Regions from separate parts of the Mus musculus genome. Here regions 1, 2 and 4 are each linked to region 3. A link is a contact called in public HiChIP or PLAC-seq data. All regions are on one chromosome and are shown on one strand. Each heading gives the region's core, a stretch centred on a gene start, on an enhancer-like site or on the middle of the called end of the contact. The rest is flanking DNA. Distances are from core to core; before and after follow the strand shown. Region 1 has its middle 2.9 kb from the start of Gm39037. Region 2 has its middle 38 kb from the start of Gm39037. Region 3 holds the start of Slco3a1 (solute carrier organic anion transporter family, member 3a1). Region 4 has its middle 21 kb from the start of Gm39037.

The links. HiChIP or PLAC-seq counts read pairs in DNA pulled down with a chosen protein or histone mark.
Region 1: a contact with region 3 is called in an H3K27ac HiChIP or PLAC-seq map of extraembryonic endoderm stem cells, with 2.9 times the contacts expected there. The contact joins the enhancer-like site here to the promoter of Slco3a1 in region 3. A contact is called at or near these places in 2 of 39 promoter capture datasets (embryonic stem cells and stem cell-derived epiblast-like cells), 1 of 15 datasets of contacts at CTCF or cohesin (the NIH/3T3 cell line), 5 of 484 Hi-C or Micro-C datasets (the AML12 cell line, cortical neurons and epidermal suprabasal cells) and 3 of 115 datasets of contacts at active chromatin or transcription factors (differentiating embryonic stem cells, extraembryonic endoderm stem cells and trophoblast stem cells).
Region 2: a BATF HiChIP or PLAC-seq map of CD8 T cells shows a contact between it and region 3, with 13 read pairs. The contact joins the enhancer-like site here to the promoter of Slco3a1 in region 3. A contact is called at or near these places in 3 of 39 promoter capture datasets (the 3T3-L1 cell line, embryonic stem cells and hippocampal neurons), 6 of 484 Hi-C or Micro-C datasets (the N1E-115 cell line, Sertoli cells, brain and 3 more), 7 of 115 datasets of contacts at active chromatin or transcription factors (CD8 T cells, bone marrow-derived macrophages, cardiomyocytes and 4 more) and 1 of 9 other capture datasets (adipose tissue).
Region 4: a BATF HiChIP or PLAC-seq map of CD8 T cells shows a contact between it and region 3, with 14 read pairs. The contact joins the enhancer-like site here to the promoter of Slco3a1 in region 3. A contact is called at or near these places in 2 of 39 promoter capture datasets (the 3T3-L1 cell line and embryonic stem cells), 3 of 484 Hi-C or Micro-C datasets (Th1 cells, Th17 cells and bone marrow-derived macrophages), 4 of 115 datasets of contacts at active chromatin or transcription factors (CD8 T cells, bone marrow-derived macrophages and extraembryonic endoderm stem cells) and 3 of 9 other capture datasets (adipose tissue, liver and pancreatic islet).

What each region holds. Positions count from the first base shown.
Region 1 is chr7:74,627,680-74,630,555 of GRCm38.p6, reverse strand. No RefSeq gene overlaps it. Among named protein-coding and RNA genes, the nearest start is that of Gm39037, 2.9 kb to the right of the region's middle. Within about 2 kb of position 1,290, at least 7 of the 459 cell types and tissues checked have an H3K27ac peak or open chromatin away from gene starts, as enhancers often do. A contact at or near this core is called in the AML12 cell line and extraembryonic endoderm stem cells, where this site is marked.
Region 2 is chr7:74,662,714-74,665,453 of GRCm38.p6, reverse strand. No RefSeq gene overlaps it. Among named protein-coding and RNA genes, the nearest start is that of Gm39037, 38 kb to the right of the region's middle. Within about 2 kb of position 1,428, at least 10 of the 459 cell types and tissues checked have an H3K27ac peak or open chromatin away from gene starts, as enhancers often do. A contact at or near this core is called in CD8 T cells and effector CD8 T cells, where this site is marked.
Region 3 is chr7:74,553,220-74,556,152 of GRCm38.p6, reverse strand. It overlaps Slco3a1 (solute carrier organic anion transporter family, member 3a1), which reads left to right and starts at 1,373. Exons shown (of 10, transcript NM_023908.2): 1 at 1,373-1,742. The coding sequence starts at 1,563.
Region 4 is chr7:74,646,166-74,648,865 of GRCm38.p6, reverse strand. No RefSeq gene overlaps it. Among named protein-coding and RNA genes, the nearest start is that of Gm39037, 21 kb to the right of the region's middle. Within about 2 kb of position 1,340, at least 27 of the 459 cell types and tissues checked have an H3K27ac peak or open chromatin away from gene starts, as enhancers often do. A contact at or near this core is called in CD8 T cells and Th17 cells, where this site is marked.

The sequences.
Region 1 (2,876 bases), core at 41-2,540, 74 kb before region 3:
ACATTTAGTGCTTCCGGGGTAGAGGCTACATTCTCTGGCTCCTGGGAATCAGAAAGTGAATGAATTAATGGTGCTTAGGTGCCGTGACCACCCAGAGAGATATGGAGTCTGAATGAATAGTGATAGCTTGATTACTGATATCACTAACATGCTGTGTGAATGGCAGATCACCCACAGGCAAACCAAAGTCAGTAAGATGGAAAATCATTTCTCTTCCCGTTAAAATGACTCACTGGTAATGTGATAAAAGATTCATATCTCCACTACAGTTTTAGAAAATCCATCAGCAGTTTCTGAAAAATAATCAATGAATCAATGATTTAATTCATGTTTCCACAGATCTGCCTCTCCCTCTATCTCTATTGCCTATCTGTGTACACACCCATTTAGCTACTTCTTGGTCTACCTTGGTCTGCCTACCTATCTATCCAGGTAACCAGCTAACTCAGAGAACAACTGGCTAAAAGTCAGAAAAACTCTGGGTGGGATTTTGCCTTTTTTGTGTGTTTGTTGATCCAGTGACTGGCCCAAAGCTCTCTGTTTTAGGATGACAATTTTCATATGTCATCAACATTTTTAATATGAATAAACATCATCCCTTGATACTACAACATGAAAGACAAAGCTTGAACTTCATTTTCTTCTCTCCTTCCTGTGGCCCAGTGGCCATGGAGACCTGCCGGCATGCCATCTCACATATTACTTATCATTATCCCTTGACTGACCTCATTGTCTTTCTAGACACTGGGAAACGAAGGGTCTGAGGTGACCAAGCTCTGAGGAATCCTTCCAGCCAGACATCTATTGATCCTTTACTCAAGGTGAGGCTGTTTGGTGTTGGAATTTTTATGTAGATCTTTGCCTTTAAGATAGTGATTCTCTTTTTAAGAGCTGTTATAGGCAAGAGTTGATAGAGGCAGGAATAGAACATGTTTGGTAATTTTATTTCTTCTTCAAAACCCTTTCTTAATGTTTGTAAGTGAAAGGTGTGAGGGGTGTCACTTTCTGGAGTATGGATTTTGTTGAATAGCCAGAGTAACTTGGGAAGAAATTTCTATCAAATCTGTGTGAAGCCTTGTGCAAATAGAGATTCAGCATGGATGCAGCATTCATACTCATCTATAAATAACTCATGGCTATTGTTTCTACAGATGTCCGAAACAATGCATGTCAGGAAAAGGCATTTGAAAAATCAGGAGCTTCCCCTAAACCCAAGACTACATTCTGTGACCCATCGAGTCAGTTCCAGGCATTCCTGGAGGCCACCAAAGACAGCCACAGCCCTGGCGGAATGAGGAAATAAACATTTGTTACAGAGAAGCCCAGGGGCTGGGAATGAGCAGCAAGCTAGGAGAGTCCATGAGCATAGAAATTAGTGTTGGAAAAGTATAATCTTGAACTTTTGTCTGATCACTAAAATGTATCCCCTGGATTGCTTTTGAGGGAATCACTATGGATGGATTCACGGGACATATGCTATATGTAGTCTCACTGGAACTTCAGGGAAGTCCTAACTTGAGTTTCATTGCATAGGTCTACTAGATGCGTTTTAAGGGACAGAGTGAACCAACATTGGTTAAATATTTACCACTTTCCAAACACTAAGAAAAAAATGATTAAATCTCAAAAGAATCCATTGAAATACTAGCTCATTTGAGATATGAGAAAAATGACCCCTGCAGAGGGGTACATATCTAACTCACCCAGTACAGAAAAGGCATCGATGAATTATATTCTCCTAGCACTTTTGGTCTACCATGTAGAAAGTAATACCATGTAATGTCACTGGAATTCTATATTTAAAAATGTAAGTAAACATTAGCCATAAAGTACTGGATAGCCAGGCTATAATCCACAGACCCCAAAGGAGCTAAGTAACAAGGAAGGCCCAAGAAAGGATGCTTGAATTCACTTAGAAGAAGAAATAAAATAGGCATTGGGAGTGGATGAAAGAGGGAATTGGGGTAGTGGAATAAACAGGAATGGGGGGGGGCAATCAGGTGTGGGGAGAGTAGGGTGGGGGGAGGGTTGGGAGAGAAAACAGAAATTGGTAGAGGGGGCATCTCTGAGACAAGCCGGAGACCTTGGAAGGGGGAGACTCCTCAGAGTTTGTGGAGGTGACCCTAGCTGAGGCTCCTAGCAGCTGGGGATATGGAGCCTGAAGTGACAAACTCCTGCAGTCAGGCAGGACTTCCAATGTAGGGAGGGGGAGACCAACCTACCACAAAACCTTTGACTTGACAGCCTATAAGATGTGTGGGGATAAAGATGAAGCAGAGATTGGAAGAATGACTAATGACTAGTCCAACTTGAGACCCACCCCATGGGAGGGAGCCAACTCCTGACACTATTATTAACACTATGTTATGCTTGCAGACAGGAGCCTAGCATAACTATCTCCTGAGAGGCTTCATCCAGTAGCGGATGGAAACAGAGGCAGAGATCCACAGCCAAACATCAGGCGGAGCTTTCGGAATCCTGTGGATGAGTGGGGAATAGGATTATGTGAGCTGCGCTGTTCAAGAATACCACAAGAAGACCTACAGAGTCAACTAACCTGGGCCCATGAGAGCTCACAGAGATTGAATCACCAACCAGAGTATGCAAGGGATAGACTTAGGCTCCCTACACATTTGTAGCAAATATGCATCTTGGTTTTCATGTGGATCCCCTAACACTTAGAGCAGGGCTGTCTTTGACTCTGTTGCCTGTCTTTGGATCTCTTTCTCCTATCTGGGTTGCCTTGTGTGGCCTCAGTGGGAGAGGATGTACTTAGTCCTGCTGCCTCTTGATGTATCAGGGTCAGTTGGTACCCAGGGGTCCACATCCTCTCAGAGGAGAAGGGGAGGTGGCAGGGGGAGGGGGATGTGAGGATG
Region 2 (2,740 bases), core at 179-2,678, 110 kb before region 3:
ACAGTTGGGAAAGTGGGTAAATTCTTGGTAGTGCAAGGATTTTAAAACAAATATGATAGTTTAAAATTAAATTTTCTTCAGAAAGCACAGACAAAAGATCACTGTACAAGATCCCTTCTGAATCAGAACAATTGACAGCACCTTTCTGGCTACTTTCCATTTGGGAACATTCAGTCACAGACTAAAGAAGTTTTGCCTCTCTGCCTAATGATGGAGAAAACAATATCATGGTGGTGAACAATGGGTCCTGATTATAAAGATTACTACAAAGACACTGTATGTGTAACACACTCCCACTACTAAATAGACTCAATGACCTCCCACCTCATAGTAGGTTGAGTTGTTGAATGTTCCCTGTGCATCCATAAAACGAGAAATCATATCTTTTTCTGACGTTTCCAGTCTCACTTCCTGAAAAATTATGCACTGGTCATGATGAATAGCCACTGGCAAATACCATTTGGGACCATCCGAAGCTTCATTACACATTTGCCTAAAAAACAGCCTCTTTTGGTTAATATTTTTAATGCAGTTCTCAAATCCAGCTCCACTGGGATAGAGAATCAATACAGGCAACAAATGAACTCAGGAAACAAAGAAGATGAAGTATTATCACCAAGAATCAAGATCCAGGAAATGGTTTGCTTTGAGCTATTATCAGTTGCCATAAGATGCCAATCTCTACCATACAATTTACATTGAATGGTATTTATTAATAAACATATAAAAGCCTATTTAGTAAGCATTGGCAGCAGTAACCATCACCACCTTTTATCACAATGGTGTTGTTTTACTGACAATCATAATGTTCTCTACCTTTATCTCCACTACTACACATAAAGTGACTGAAATTCAGAAGGACTAAGTCATACCATCATTTGAGCCTCAAATACAGATTTCCTTCACTTTAGCCATCAAGCACTTCCAAAACTTAACATCGTTACTTCATAAGGAGTGGCACTTTTCTTGTATGAGCAACTCCACACAGATCTGACACCCATGGCAAAGCAAATGAGAGCCCAGAGAAGAGGCCATTATTTCAGCAAACCGTTAAAAACACAAGACAAAACCAAAGAAGACAAGTTAAACATTCAGTTGTTACTTAACTCTAATTGCCTCTGTTTTTCCATCTTAAAGTATGGTTCAAACCCATGTAAACATTGAACAGAAGTGATTTTTTTTCACCATGAGCCACCTGCTCAAGAGAATATCTTTCAGCTTTTTTTCTACCCTTGAATCAACATACATTGCTTTCCTTTAAAAAAAAAAAGAGTAACAAAAATGTATCTGTATGATATGCAAAAACAGACTCTCAAAAAAAAAAAAAAAAAAAAAAAGCCCAAACAGCAGTTTTGTTGTTTTCAACAGGAAACATTGAACCCAGTGAAGAAGGTGTCTGAGAAGCTGGGTAAGATGAGAGGCTCCAGTTCTGCAGACTGCATCACAGTGGTGGAGCACAGGGCAACCACAGAGGACTCAGAGGCACACTGGGTAACTCTGCCGTATACACAAATTAAGCATCACCCAAGTAACTGAAAATAAAAGATGCCACACTTGATCTATAGTACAAATATCCTTCAATACACATAACTTTTCATGCACAGAATTATCAACAGTATTGTATAAAATTATGATCAGGTTGTATATGTAAGGTCTATGTGAAACAAATTTCTTTTGGCCCTGACATGTCCCATATAAGGAGATATAAGCCAAGCATTCTAGATGTAAATCAAAGTTTAAAAAAACCTTTAAACTACATTTAAAATACATGTACATCCAAAATCTGAGGAACCAGCAATACCACTCCTTGGCATATACCCAAAAGGTGTTCCACATGCTCCATCATGTTCATAGCAGCTATATTTATAATATCCAGAAGCTAGAACAACCCAGATGTTCCTCAACAGAGGAATGGATACAGAAAATGTGGTATATTTACACAATGGTATATTTACACAACTCAGCTATTAAAAACAATGACTTCATGAAATTCTTAGGCAAATGGATGGAACTAGAAAATATCCTGAGTGAGGTAACCCAGTCACAAAAGAACACACATGGTATGCATTCACTGATAAGTGGATATTAACCCAAAACCCAGAATACCCAAGATACAATTCACAGACCACATGAAGCTCAAAAATAAGGAAGACCAAAGTGTGGCTGCTTCGGTCCTTCTTAGAAGGGGAAACAAAATACTCACAGGAGGAAATATGGTGATAAAGTGTGGAGCATAGACTGAAGGAAAGGCCATCCAGTGACTGTCCCACCTGGGGATCCACCCTATATACTGTCACCAAGCCCAGACACTATTGTGGATGCCAAGCAGTGCATGCTCACAGGAGACTGATATAGCTGTCTCCTGAGAGGCTCTGCCAGAGCCTGACAAATACAGAGGTGGATGCTCACAGCCAACCATTGGAATGAACATGGAGTCCCCAATGGAGGAATTAGAGAAAGGACTGAAGGAGCTGAAAGGGTTTGCAACCCCATAGGAAGAACATCAATATCAACCAACCAGATGCCCCAGAGCTCCCAGGGATGAAACCACCAACCAAAGAGTACACATGGAGGGACCCATCATAGCTCCAGCCACGTATGTAGTAGAAGATGGCATTGTCAGGCAACAATGAGAGAAGAGGCCATTGGTACAGTGAAGACTCGATGCCCCAATGTAGAGGAATGTCAGGGGATGGGGAGTGAAGCAGTATTGGGTGAGTAAACACCCTCATAGAAACAG
Region 3 (2,933 bases), core at 124-2,623:
GGTCATGTCTGGAAGACAGATGGATGAAGCAATTTATATTTAAATGGTAAGGCAAACAACACACCCCCACTGTGCCACCGTCTATTCTTACTCAATTTCTCTGGAAGAAAGTAGAAATTATGGCCGGTGCTAATTGCTATGCACTATTGAATGTAAGCCTTGGCATTGGGATATAGGCCCTTGGGAAAGCAAGGAAAAGTTCTCCAAATAGGCTTTGGCTTCTCCATCACTAACGTGGACAACAATGCTAGGTATTTTCTGTTCGTATCCACTTTTCTCTTAGCTTCCAAACGCTGCTGCCTGAATCAGTACATCCTATCAGAGGCGCCTTGTGGACCAAAATCCTAGGGAATGCTGGGGAGCAAGGGGCGGAGGACTGATGACAATTGGCTCTGCTGCATGCTGACCTTCAGGCCAAGCCAGGGAGGGCCACAATAGTCAGGAGAGGGGTGGGGACACAGCAGGCTTGTGGCTCATCCCTTCCTGAACTCCAACCGCAGGCCGCTGGAGAACTAAACAAGGCCCTCTGCTGGGGTCCTTGTGATCTGCAGTTGCCTGTACTTGGAGGCTGGGGGAAGATGTGAGACTCCCTGAAGCTCTAACTTCCCTTCTCAGAGGTTCTGTTTCTTTCTCCCATTTTCGGGGAATGGGCGGTTTAGATATGTCCAGTAGCCACTGAATGCAGGAGCAGAGGCTGGCAAACCAAAGGAGCCAATGGCAGCTCCTATCTCGGCATCTTCCAGAGCCCCAGAGCACAACGTCTGTCCTTAGAAATCCCTAAACCAAGCCGAATACAGCTCCTGCGATACTCTCTTTATGAAAATTGCTTCTTCTCTCCGGCCTTAGCAGTCCGGTACCCGCACTAGAAGTAGGGTGCCTGGATACTCCCATCTCTGCACCTCATTGCTAGTCCTAGTACCACCCAGTTTCCGCCTTGGTGCCCTGGGCCCCACAATGCCTCCTAGTGGCCGGGTAGCACCTTCCTCGCTCAGCCTCCTACCCCACCAGGACTCCTGGATTTTGCAGTTTCGCTGGGTAGTTAGACCCCGCCGGCCTTGACCATCAGCAAGCCCTTAGTGCCCCAAGCAGGTCCCCTCGTGCCTCCCAGGGACGCACCCGCAGCCAGTAGCGGCGCAGCCCGGGGCTCAAGGCGGCGATCAGGCCCCGGCCCGGGCTTGGGGCGCTAGGGGTGAAGGCAAGCGAAGCCGGCGGGCCAGGGGAAGCCGGTGAAGGCAACGGCGAGAGTCCGAGAGAGGCTAGGCGGCGGCAGCAGCGGGCGACGCGAGGAGTCCCTGTGATTGGCACAGCCCGAGCCGGAGGAGGCGGCGAAGGGAGGGCGGAGGAGGAGGAGGAGGAGAAGGAGGAGGAGGAGGAAGGGAGCTAGCGCGGCGGCAGCGAGGAGCGGAGCCTTCAACCTCTCTAGCCGCGGCAGGACGGGGGCGGCCGCCGCGGGCCCGGGGCGGGGACAGTACGCAGCCTCGCGGCACGCACCCCCGCCCGGCAACGGCCACGACACCCGGGGCGAGCGGGAAAGCGGCGGCGGCGGCGGCGGCGGGGGAAGGATGCAGGGAAAGAAGCCGGGCGGCTCGTCGGGCGGCGGCCGGAGCGGCGAGCTGCAGGGGGACGAGGCGCAGAGGAACAAGAAGAAGAAAAAGAAGGTGTCCTGCTTCTCCAACATCAAGATCTTCCTGGTGTCTGAGTGCGCCTTGATGCTGGCGCAGGGTACGGTGGGCGCCTACCTGGTGAGTCCGGGTGCCAACTCTGCGGCGGACCCCCTTCCCTGCCGGCGCTTCTCGGGCTTGCCGCCTGGCACCGGGAAGGGGCCTCGCCGGCTCCGGGGGCAGGCGGGCATGACCTCGGCCCGGCACGGAGGTTGGCGACTGGTGCAGAGGCGGCCGCCGGGGGAGCTGCCGGCCGGAGCTCGGAGCGGGCGGGACCGTGGATGCCGGCAGCTCGCGCGCCGGGCAGGGGCTAGGGAAGGGGTGCCTGAAAGGAGATGCCGCAGGCAGGTGGGCATGAAACTGTTTCTTCTCCCCTCTTGAAAACGGAGCCATATGGCGAGTTCAGGGAGCCTCCTCAGAGACTGGAAGGCATCGCGGTTCAGGTGACCTGCACATGGGAGGAAAAGCCAGTTAGCATCCTGCGTCCTCTACTCTCCGTTTCATCCGCCCGGTGAACGAATCATTATGCATCTTTTTTCCCCCTGGCTCTTTCTCCATCCACCAATTGCTGGGGGAATTTAAAAGGCGCCCGAGTGTGGCCCTGAGCTCAGCGGTAACTGCAGGGGGACTAGTCCCACCCAGATCCCAATAGCCATCTTTCTGTGGAGGGATAAAGTTATAGTACCTGGAGAGCAGCTGCGAGTTTCTGTAGTTCTACCTTAATTCCCCATCATGGTCGCTCGCCCACACGGGGAGTGGATCATCTGTACAATATGTATTTGCTTTATTTGTCTCCAGAAAGGGATTATTGATGCCCAAAGGCCCATGGACACCTACTATGCCCAGGGAATCCACTTGTAAGGATTACCAAGTACCTACTTTGTCGCTTTCTTCTGTCTTGCTCAGGTGGTCCGCACTTGAGTTTCAGACAGTGCACTTCCAGACCTATTCTGTCTACCCAGGAAAAGATGTCTTCGAGTGGATAGTGTTAAATCATTACTTGGCTATTGACCTGAAACTGGAATCAAATGTCATAGATTTTAAGTGTTAGTGAGCACATTTGATGGAGATCGAATTGGACAAGATTTCAAAAGCGGTTGGATAACCACATCCAGAGATAGAGCTATGTGTATCCTGATGCTATCATGAATCCCTCATTCCTGGCCCAGGGTTAAAGTTAATGAGGGCCAGACGCTGAGTAGCCAGAACTCTCAACAGTTTCCCAAGGCTCCTACAGGCTAATAAGATGAAGGGACATAGCGCTTGGTTAAA
Region 4 (2,700 bases), core at 91-2,590, 93 kb before region 3:
TTCTAGGATGCCGTGTGAAAAATAAAGGATAATTTGAGTACAGTATTACAGAATGCTTTATTACTTAACCTACCAACATTTCTTTAAAGACTGTCTTCCTTGGCATCCTGTAGACTTTTGTGAAAGAAGATACATCTAAGAAGCAGCTAGAAGACTATTCTTTCTGCATGCAAATGGAAACCTATATTAGAGGTGAGAAAACTGCAATCTTCTATATAATTCAGGGCCCCTTTTGCTTTTGGAAATAATGTTCTTTTGGAACTCAGTCATATCTATTGATATGCAGTTGTCTTTGGTTGCATATGGCTGGCAAGTCTTCATTTACTATCAGAATTTTTCACAAAAAAGGCCAACTCTTGCCCTAGATGATGGTCAGATAACCACTATCCACTACTAGCTGCATAACAAGTTCTGGTGTTGGTTAAAGTTAATACAGGGTTGATAGACCCATTGCTAAAAGACATTGGTTCGTTGATCTCCCACCCCACCCCCACCCCACTCAAAAAAAAATCATAGCACCACTAAACAATCACTAATAGCAGAGTCCATTATTCACAGTTTCTGAGTTTGTAGATTCATATGTACACTAAAATTCAATAGTAAGCCCAACATTAATGCTCATGGCACTGTCTTGGTTGCTCTGGACATGCACAGAGTAATAAAGAACATACAACTCAATGCTCACAAACCCAGCTGAGAGTTGAATGCAGTCATGAACTGCAGTGTTGACAAGATCTCATGGTGTAAACAATTGCCTTTGTGTGGTCTGTTCATAAACATGATTTGTCATGGTTGATTTTGTGGTTTTGTTTGCTGGCTTTCCTCTTTGGATGGGCCCCCTAAGCACAGAATATTATGCTCTCCAGTGTTGCTAAGTGCAAGACAGCTGGGATGCACCCTATGGAAGAGGTATATAGATCCATTCAGGCATGAGGTACATACAGCAGTGTGTGGCATAAATTCTATAAAGTTCTCTCTCTCTCTCCCTCCCTCTCTCTCTCTCTCTCTCTCTCTCTCTCACACACACACACACACACACACACACACACACATTTTACCTGTAGAGCACATAAAGGCTATGAATCACCCAATGAGTAAGTATGTGATCAGGGGTTCGAATCCTAAACCTGAACTTCTGTGGAAAACTATAGTTGAGCATTCACTAATTCAGTGTTCCTGGAGACTTTATTAAGTATAGCCATGGCTAATAACGAGAATTGAAAGTGCAAGGAAAGAAAAAAATCCATAGAAGCAAAATATGTGTCACTTATTGGCACAGAATAGTGTGCTGGGACTTTCTTCTTGAGCAATAAAGAAGCTTTCTTTGCCAAATTCTGATGGTTAAGGGGAAATCCCTGGTCTTCCATCCGATGAGTCAAAGGAAACAGGAAATGGTCCATGGTGGCCTGGGCTCAAGAATCCTTCATATCTAGTTTAACAAAACTTTTCTGGGAACTGACTCTAGACTTTGGAGCTTGGGGCCATGACCTCCAGTTTCCAGAAAGTTTTTTTTATAAAGACTTCAAATGGCTTTACATTCTACTTTCCACCCCTCTTTCTGAAACTCCACTGCAGGTAGCTTCTTGACAGTAACTCCAGACCTGATTAGCCAAACTTCTTAGCATTTTGTTTTCATTCTCTACACATTGGGATGTGGGAGGTAAAGAAATGATCACTGCTTTGTCTTAATCCTGGTAATCTCTGGAGCCAGTCTTGGGCACCGACTTCACGCATGAAGATGTGATCTTAGATCTGCACACTTGGACAATCATGTCATCCCTCTTGTCACTGTGGAGCTTTGTCTTTAGCCAAACAGGAGTCTGTGGAGTTGACCATGGACAGATGTGCTTGGCTGTATTGGTCACCACATCTATGTGGGAACTGGGTAGCAGACACCTCATGGTTCATTGTATTCATTACTGTTCTTGTTGTAATGGAAAAAAATTCCTAAAGAAACTGAAGAAGAAGAGGGTTCATTTTGGCGCATGGTTTGCAGAGATACACTCCATCATGGCATGTAAAGCATGGTGGGACAGCATGAGGTGGCTGACCACGGTGCATGTGCAATCGGGAACTCAAGAGACCCAGATGCTGGTGTTCAGCTCACAGCCTTTCATTTAATCAGTCCTGGATCATGACCAGTAGGATAGAGCTGCCCACATTTGTGGGGGCTTCTCTCCTCAGTTAAACTTTTCTAAAAGCAGACTCGCAGATGCACTCCAAAGTGTATTTCCAGGGTAAATTTAAATTCAATCAAGCTGACAATCAAGATTAACCAGCAAGCTCATCACCTAAGTCAGGAATTAAGCCACAGAGCCTCTGTAAGTCTTGCCATGGGAATCACAACATACACTTTGTGCAATGAAGGTAAGAGCTTGTGTTGGTTTGAATATGGGTGGCCCAGGGACTGGTACTAATAGGAGGTATGGCCTTGCTGGAGTGGGCATGGCCTTGTTAGAGGAAGTGTGGAGTGGGCTTTGAGACCCTCCCCCTAGCTTCCTAGAAGACAGTCAGTCTTCTCTTAGCAGTTTTCAGATCAAGGTATAGAACTCTCAGTTCCTCCTCTGCCATGCCTGCCCACTTCCTCCACGACCCTTACCTGGCTAACACTTACCTCATGAGCTTCCCTTCATCTCTAACTGTGCACCATCAGCTCAATTTTGAGATTAGGAATACAGGCACAGAAGAAACAGAACTTGC